Regions from separate parts of the Mus musculus genome. Here region 2 is linked to region 1. The links are chromatin contacts, called in public ChIA-PET maps. All regions are on one chromosome and are shown on one strand. Each heading gives the region's core, a stretch centred on a gene start, on an enhancer-like site or on the middle of the called end of the contact. The rest is flanking DNA. Distances are from core to core; before and after follow the strand shown.

Region 1 (4,473 bases), core at 1,325-3,824:
CACGAGTGAAAAGAGGGACTTCAGACTTGACTTCGATCCAGACTTCTGAATTTATCTCAAACAATGCCTTGCTAACTCCTCACCTGGGCATGGAAATCTTGGCAGGGGCTGGCAAAGTAGAGCCTACTTTACTTGACCTATGCTTGTTTTGCATGGTTTGAAGGTAGAGTAACAATATTTTTACAAAGTTAGAAAACCAAGGGCTGGAGAGTGGTTAAGAGCTCTGACTGCTCTTCCAAAGGTCCTGAGTTCAAATCCCAGCAACCACATGGTGGCGCACAACCATCTGTAATGCGATCTGATGCCCTCTTCTGGTGTGTCTGAAGAGAGCTACAGTGTACTCATATACATAAAGAAAATAAATCTTAAAAAAAAGAAAAAAAAAAAAAGAAAACCAAAAGTCTTGTCCTTGCTTGGCAAGGACTTCCCCACTGGGCTGCACCCCAGCCTCACTGGCCTCTACTGTGCTGTGCTCAGCACCTATGGTGGTGTAATGGCTTGCAGCACTCTCCTCACTGCACAGCACAGTCAGAGCACTCTGGCTCCAGGACACTGCAAGAGCCCTCTTCCTCTCCACCGCTGTCACAGTCTACCCACTGCCTTGTACTTCAGTCTTCTGGACTCATGGGGAGGCTCAGAGCTGTGATAGGTCTGGCCATGCTGTTTTCGGGAAGACAGTTACACTCTGCCTTGTTAGGTTTCGGTCTTGCTTTGGCCTGGCATTTCTCACTCTGCCCCCTTTCTTTCCTTTTGGAATGGCAATGTATATTATGTGCCATTGTGTGTTAGACATATGTGACTTGCATTTTGATTTTATAGGGGTTACAGGCTTGAGACTGCCTTGAGTCTTACAAGAGACTTGGACTACTCAACTCTGTTGAAAGTGAAAGACTGTAGGGACCTTGGAAGATGAACTACATGCATTTTGACTTGTGATATGGCCACAGACCTAAGGGGGCCAGGGAGTGGATGTGGTGGTTTGGATAAGAATGCCCCCTAAGGCTTGGTCCCTAGTTGGTGGAACTGTTTGTGTCCAGGGAGTGGGCTTGGAGGTTTCACATCAATCTCAGTCAGTAATGTCTTTCTGCTTCAAGATGTGAGCACTCATCCCTGCTGTGGAACCCTGTGTGCCCTGCCTGCTGCCATGTTCCCTGCCTTGATGGCCATGGGACCGTGAGCCCTCAGAGCAAATGCTTCACTTTATAAGCATTGCTTTGGTCATGGTGTTTTGTCACAGCAATAGAAAAGCAACCAAGACACCTGGCCTGGTCTTGCTGCGACCCACGCATTCTCCTGGTCTCTACAAGGGGCACACACCACACCCACAGGGACTTTCCTCCCTTGGTCTCCTGTGCCTAATCTGCAACTCCGAAACCCAAAAGCCCCTCAACGCTGTTGTCCCCTAGCTTGTTTGAAATGAACTATACCATGATTGATGGCTTGTGGTCGCACCCCCTTAGATGAACTGATGGAAAGGCTGCTTGCAGTCTTAGGAACCACATGGTCTATGCGCCACATTTCTTTCCAAGTTCTGAGTCCCCAATCTTGCGGTTCTGGATTGCTCTAGTCTTGAGGCCCTGCCACTGCCAATAAGGTGTATTCCTCTGTACCTTACCCATGAGGCTGCACACAAGCGCCTGTTCCCACTCCCACTACTCTGAAGCCTTCGCTCATGCTCCCTGTTAGACCTCGCTGTCACTCTGGCCTTGGATTTTCCATCCCTTGAATTGTTCACACTTCTCCTGTTTGTGTGGTTCCTTCTGGCAAAGTTCCTTCCCTAACCTACCAATTCTGCAGATCTGGTACATCCCTCACTCCTCTGCCTACAAGACTGTGATGTGTGCACGGCCACCACTTCCTGTTGTCCCTGTCCTGTTGGCCAGCCTCTTTGGAGGTTTCACCAACTATTTTTTCACTTGCTTCTTTTGCCCCTTTTCCTATTTAGAGAGAGGTGTCAGTGTGTAGCCTCACTGACCTCAAGCCTGTGACAAACTTCCTGTCTCTACCTCACCAGTACAACTACAGATGTGTGCACAGCTAGAAATTCTATTTTGAGTTAAGAGGTAGATGGTTTTGGTTTTAGCCCTGTTTTCAAAATATTTTTGTTTGTTTGTTTTTTGAGACAAGGTTTTTCTGTGTATCCCAGGCTGTCTTGGAACTCGCTCTGTAGAACAGGCAGGTCTTGAACTCAGAGATCCTCCTGCCTCTGTCTCCCGAGTGCTAGGATTAAAGGTATGTGCCAGCAATACCTGGCCTCAAAATAATTTTTAAAAATGACTGTAACAGTTATCACCGGCAGCCGTCCATCAGATTCTGTCTGGAGAAACAAGGGAAGAACAAGTTTCATGACAAGCAGTTGCTTCCGTTTGCACTGTGATACAGAGAGGCCATTGCTTCCCGCAGGAGATGGGTCTGAGCTACCTAACAAGGTGCTGTATCCACTGCCTATGATCCTGACTGCTCCTTCTCCCTCACACGCCTTGTTCTTTGGAAGGGGGTTGGACAGGGTTACCTTTGCTTTTTGACATCGGTGACGGAGGCTGCTCTGTAAACACGTCTAGGGGGGAGGAGTCGTGGTGGTCAAAGTCTTTGTCCATGGCTTCTATGAGACTGGTGATGTCGGAGTCCTCTGAGCTGTGCCGTGTGGTGCTGGCTCGCTCGGGGTGGGAAGGGTGTGTGAGGGGGGCAGGAGACAGCCTTTCGGGTGGTGGCTCCTGGTGCTGAGGCACTGGTGGTGGAGGCTGTGAGTGCTGCTCCAGTGGGCTGTGGCTGTGGCTGTGGTGCTGGCTGCTGTGCTGGCCCTGCTTTGCCCCTCTGGACTTCCTGCTTGCTGTGTGACCCTGGGTTGCTGCAGCTGTCTCTGAGACTAGGGGGCTGGTTTTGCTTGTAGACTGTGAGGCAGCTGCTTGTGGAGAAGTCCTGCTTGACATACTTGAACTGTTTCTGGTTCTGACGTTGTCCACATCAGCTGAGTTTTTGCTGCCATGGCTGCTGTGTGGGTGGACTGATGTGCCACACTGCCTGTGACTGCCTGTACCAGGCCGGGATGATGCGTTACTATAGAAACCCCTACCATGACTGTGTTCGCAGCCAAGTGTGTTCAAGCTGAAAAATGGATCAATTGAAAAATCAGTAAGCAGTAACTTCCAACCTAATACTAAGAAAAAAATTTCATTAGTAAACCCATCATAAAGAGAAACTAGGGACAGAAGTGGAAGGGATCAGAGCCACAACCTTCTACAGTTTGTCACCTCTGACAGTTATAAATAAGGTTAGGACTAATAACTAATAACTAAGCATATTTTGTCCCTGTTAAGAACTCTCATGAGTTCTCAGTATCTGAGCACCAGAATCGTTTTTTAAAAAATTCCGAGTAAAGATAAATTTCACTTCTTGTAATTATATCAGCTAAGTCTATGTGTATTAAAAAGTGGACTTTTAGTATATGAACATACTTTCCTTCAGATGAAATACCAACGATTCTCCTGAGATCAAATGGCCTTCCTACATCAAAGGGCGGGTTTGAGGCTTCAAAGGAGAGTCGCCTTCGGAAGGGCTCCCAAATCCCTTGAGCTTCCAAGTAGGCTGTTCCAATGACCAGGAGAAAGAGTGCACTGTGGAGCAGAGGGGCGGGTCAGCATTCTTTGCCAAAACAAGAATAATATTTGGTTACCACAGGCTCCTTGATAACTACAGAATGATGTAAAAACTCCAAGTTGTCTGTAACACACTTTTAAGGAAAGACAAAAATGAAGCATCGTAGTTCAGAGTTTATAGGACCGATCTCTGCGTACAGTATTTAGGCTGCACGGATGCCGGTGCGCTACATGCATGCAATACCCACGGGGGCCATAAAAGGGGATGGGCTCTCCTGGAGCTGGAGTTAAGGTGGTTGTAACTGCCAAGCGGGAGCTGAGAATTGAACCCACATCTTCTGGAGGAGCACCGGTGCCTTCCTTAACCACTGAGCTGTCTCTCCAGCCTCTGCACACCAACTTTAAAAGTTCACAACTGTGGCTGGCGAGATGACTCAGTGGCTAAGAGCACTGACTGCTCTTCCAAAGGTCCTGAGTTCAAATCCCATCAACCACGTGGTGGCTCACAACCACCGTAATGAGATCTGACGCCCTCTTCAGGTGTGTCAGAAGTCAGCTACAGTGTACTTATATATAACAATAAATGAATCTTTGGGCCAGAGCAAGCAGGGACTGAATGAGCCGGGTTGACTGGAGTGAGCAGGGCCAACTGAAGCCAGTAGAAGTCCTAAAAATTCAACCCCCAACAACCACATGAAGGCTCACAAACATCTGTACAGCTACAGTGTACTCACATAAACAAACAAACAAACAAATAAATCTTAAAAAAAAAGGTTCACAATCCTACACAGAAGCTGAGTGTGAAGACAATAATGTGCGTCAGAGGAGACAGCTGCAGTGAGAGAAACTGGATGGAGGTTCACCTCTCTTTCCCTTA
Region 2 (4,473 bases), core at 1,477-3,976, 220 kb after region 1:
CCAGTAAACAAAAGTGACATGGCCCATCTGCAGCAAGCCAGAGTATAGCCCTCAACTCAGTAAGTACCTTAAAATAGTCTTGAACAGTTACACCTTTGGCTGTCTATAATTTGAATGATTTCTAAAGGGTTTTTTTTTTCAGAGATTTATCTATTTATTTTATGTATATGAGCACACTGTAGCTGTCTTCAGACACACCAGAAGAGAGCATCAGATTTCATTATAGATGGTTGTGACCACCATGTGGTTGTTGGGAATTGAACTCAGGACCTCTGGAAGAGCAAGTGCTCTTAACTGCTGAGCCACCTCTCTGGCCCTCTAATGTTGTTGTTGTTTTGATTAGCATGTGTGTTATAGTCATGTTAATCTAAGGGGCCCCGGTTGACCACAGTGACTGTGGCAAATGTCCCAGGAAGGAGAGCGAGCGTGGGTGGAGGTAAAGTCAGAGTGCTTAGTGAGAGTGCTGAGAGAGTACAGTGGACTCTCTGTCCTTTGTCACCAGCATGGCCCAGGAATATTGGTTTGGCAGGGTGTGGGCAGCAGGATGATTGTGGTTTTGGTAAGTGTGGCTGGTTTAAGTTGTTTGGCTTTGGAATTTTAACGTTGGTGGTGTGAATCGAAGCTGCTCTCTGTATCGCCAAAGCTGTGCATTCAAACAACTCTACAGAATGATTTATGATTAAGGATCGAACCTTCAGTACTTTTAAAAATCACTAAGGCAACAAAGGAATGAAGAAAAATTAATCCCTGAGGATACAGTAGACTTCTCTGTTGAAGAGAGAATTGTTTCTAATGTTAGTTATTTTTTTTTAAATTAGATCTTTGACTCAAACACTATGAGAAAACAAAAGAAATGGAGCCATTGGTGTGGCTTGACAGGTAAAGGTGCTATCAAACTTGACAACCTGAGTTCAACACCCCCTATCCTACTCCCTGGAAACCATGTGGTAGAATAAGAGAGTCAGTTCCCACAAGATTTCTCTGACTTCCACCCACCACACACATGTGCAGACACACACACACACACACACAAACATGTATATATGTTTACAAAAACTCAAGGCCAGCTCTTCAATTTAAAAATATAAAACACAATTTAATATTCAAACATTAAGGCAAAACTTGGCTTATAGAATCTTTTTTTGGGGGGGAGGGGAGGGTTATTTGGCTTACACTTCCAGATCATACTACATCACTGGAGGAAGTCAGGACAGGAACTCAAGCAGGTCTGGAAGCTGGAGGCAGGAGCCGATGCAAAGGCAGGAGCTGATGCAGAGGCCACGGAAGGATGCTGCTTATTGGTTTGCTTCATGTGGCTTACTCTAGACTCTTTTAAAAAAAAGATTTATTTATTTATTTATTTATTTATTATGTACACAGTGTTCTGCCTGCACTTCAGAAGAGGGCATCAGATCTCATTATAGATGTTAGCCACCATGTGGGTGCTGGAAATCGAACTCGGGACCTTTGAAAAAATAATCAGTGCTCTCAACCTCTGAGCCATCTCTCCAGCCCTTATAGAATCTTTTACTTATAGATTTTCATAAGCACATTTTTGTGTGAGTGTGATTGCTTGAAGAATGGCAGGTTTGCATTTTGAGCCATCTGTATGCTTGTAAGGCAAGACTAAATAAGCATTAGGTAGAGTGCAGTACCGAATCCCTATAGGAGTACTACCTGTAGATTTGCAAAAACCACAGCTCTCAGCTTAGAGGGTATAAGCAAGCCTGTTCTGGAGCCATTTTGAATAGCTGTGGCCCTGTACAACACAGATTTAGTTTACCCCAAACTCCATGTTCCAACGTGGAAGCAGTTTCATGAACTTTTCATAGAACAAAGAAAGTCACAAATCATGATAAATTTAAAGTACCTTGGAGGGCACACCAGAGAAGCAGGCACGGTGAGAGTGGGGAAAGCTTTTCAAGATGCTGTGGGACATTCTTAGCCTTTGGATTGGTGGAGGCTAGTTGTCCGTCTATCTTTTAGTCACAAGAGGTTAGTTTGGTCACAGAAGTGGGCAAGGAATGGCTCTCCAAGAGGGGTTAGAACTGGCCCAAGATAAGGCAATTAGCCTTCAGAACAGCAACATTCTAACCTCTCTGCAGAACTGAAATTCTAATCAGTCAAAATCAGTCTCTGCGGACACAGCTTCCCTCCCCCCTCCTCTCCAGGAGGTTTTATTCACAATCTTTTTTTTTTTTTTTTTTTTTTTTTTTTTTTGATCCTGGCAGCTCTTGTGTCCAAAGTTACAATCTGGCAAAACTGTGAACGCTCATCTGACCACCCCTTCTAGCTGAGCACCTGTAACGAACCGCTCCAACTCTAGGTTTCCTTCCCTTAAAGACGCAATGAAGAAAGGATCTCTTTATAATACCGAGGGAGAAATCAAAACAAAAGGCGCGGGCTGCGGTAATCTGCCGGAAGTAAATCGAGAGAACAGGCTTCCTTCAGCGGGCAGTCGTCTGCTTTTCTGCCCATCTGAATATTTGTTAACCTAATCTCTAATATTTGCCGCTGTCAACTTTCCCAGGGTCAGGCGCAGAGGACGAGCCTTAGGCTGCTCTCTTTCCGGGTGGACCAAATTGGTTTTGCAACACCAACATCCAGTTTCTTCGCAGTCCCCATCATCTCTTTACTCCCTCTGAGGGGCTCATTGGTGGGCGGGGCCGGATCCCGAGCCACGCTGTGATTGGCGGTGTCTTAGCAACTGCAGCGATGTGGTTGTCAACAGAAACTGGACTCCCGCAACTCTGTGCCCGAGGCGGGGACCCTTCGCCAGCATCAGGGGGAGTCACAGCCTTGTCCAGCAGTGGGATGCTGGCCGCGCCCACCTCCTGCTCTGGTTAGTGAGGCCCTGGAGGGTGGGAGGGTCGCTGACGCACGCAAGCCGCCTGGCCTCGCAACTGACAGATTACTTACTAAGTGGGGGATACCATCCTTCTAGACCAGATCTTCCAGGTTTCCAACTGGTTGTGTGAGGGAAAAAACAAGTTTGTAATTTCCGAGCTGGACCTCGCTTCTGCTGGGAAAGGGCAGTGGCCAGGCCGCACCCACTTGAGAGCTGGATTTCAGAGTCAAAGTCGCAGACGTGTGCGAGCCCTTCTTACCCAGGGCTCTCCCCCCACCCCCACTCTTTGCAGAAGCTCAGCTCCCTAATGCTTGTCTATCCAGAGGCCAAAGTTAGTCAGAGGACATAGCATACTGATCAGTATATTAGAAACTCATTTCTGAGAAGCAATGATCAAAACTTAACAATCCAAACTCAAAGCGATCTTCTTGAGTGAAAGGTTTGAGTCTGGAGAAAGCCTCTGCTTGCCTCTTGGTTTTTGGGGGCATTCACATCACTTTCACTTTCTAATATGGACTTTTAACCTCATGTAGTTGTTCTTCTAATCTTCTCAGAAGTTCTCCATTTCTTTTCTTCTCGGCGATGACCTAACAGCCCCACCCCCACCCCACGAGCCCAGTTTTCAATTCTTGGTCCTGTTCTCAACAGTGTGTCCCACAGACCATTTCAATCCCTTAACCCTGCCCACGTTTATCTGAGGCGATGCTCTTAGCCTAGCTTTGCCTTTTAAGGATAGAAAGAATAAGACTGTTAAGAATTGTAACAGGATACATCAGGGAACTTCATCCCAGCTTCCTTTCTTCCCAGAAGAATCAGAGTTCAGAACTCCCACAACATACCTCCCCATCTCCTACCCCTCCATACTACTCCCTCCCTCCCTCCCCCATGCACAGATTTCTTTTTTTAGAAACTAGCAAGGATGAAGATTGGAGGTGTTGATCATACGTTTACCAAGGATCCAAATTGAATTAATAGAGTCTAAGTTAGACTCTGGTCCAGGGCTTGTAAGAACAGTGACTGGATTGTTCTTGGCTTCTCACTATGGGCAGGTGCATAGCAGCCGACAAAGAAGGGCTCTTAGCGTGATCCCAGTCCTCCTGCCTCAGTTTCCTAAGTGTTGGGATGAAAGGTCTTATCCATCTTAATCTTCCTGCTGTCCTGGGAGCTTTGCCTGTCCCTGGCACTCAATGGCTCGATGGACAACTCCAAGTTTTTAGGACTGCGGACAACCAGAGGTGGTGGTATATATACTTGTAATCCCAGCACTCAGGAGGCTGCAGCAAAGAATGCCACAAGGTCAAGCCTGGTCTGAGCTATGTAGTCAGACTCTGTCTCAAAATACCAAAACCCAAACCAAAACAAAAACCTTACCACTGGTAACATTATTGCACACTATAAAGCAGACCTTGCCAGTATGTATCCTCTCTGCCTCAGAGGAAACTCCCAAGTAACCACAGAAAATAGATAGCATAGCCACACCCAGAAAACAATGTGTCTTGTGTTTAAAAGGATAGCTACTTCCTGATCATAACTTTTCTAGGACCCGATCTTTGCCTTGTTTGAGAACAATCAGGATTTTCTCAGCTGCTATGAGTGGCTGATTTAATCCATCTCAATAGTATAGG

Evidence for each region. ChIA-PET counts read pairs in DNA pulled down with a chosen protein or histone mark.
Region 2: an RNA polymerase II ChIA-PET map of memory CD8 T cells shows a contact between it and region 1, with 51 read pairs. The contact joins the promoter of Vwa3b here to the enhancer-like site in region 1. A contact is called at or near these places in 2 of 39 promoter capture datasets (the 3T3-L1 cell line and neutrophils), 4 of 115 datasets of contacts at active chromatin or transcription factors (effector CD8 T cells, large pre-B cells, memory CD8 T cells and 1 more) and 3 of 9 other capture datasets (adipose tissue, liver and pancreatic islet).

The regions. Positions count from the first base shown.
Region 1 is chr1:36,805,372-36,809,844 of GRCm38.p6, forward strand. It overlaps Tmem131 (transmembrane protein 131), which reads right to left. Exons shown (of 41, transcript NM_018872.2): 30 at 3,456-3,614; 31 at 2,513-3,105. Among named protein-coding and RNA genes, the nearest start is that of Zap70, 46 kb to the left of the region's middle. Within about 2 kb of position 2,575, at least 31 of the 459 cell types and tissues checked have an H3K27ac peak or open chromatin away from gene starts, as enhancers often do. A contact at or near this core is called in effector CD8 T cells and memory CD8 T cells, where this site is marked.
Region 2 is chr1:37,026,587-37,031,059 of GRCm38.p6, forward strand. Vwa3b (von Willebrand factor A domain containing 3B) reads left to right here and starts at 2,727. Exons shown (of 28, transcript NM_001370828.1): 1 at 2,727-2,842.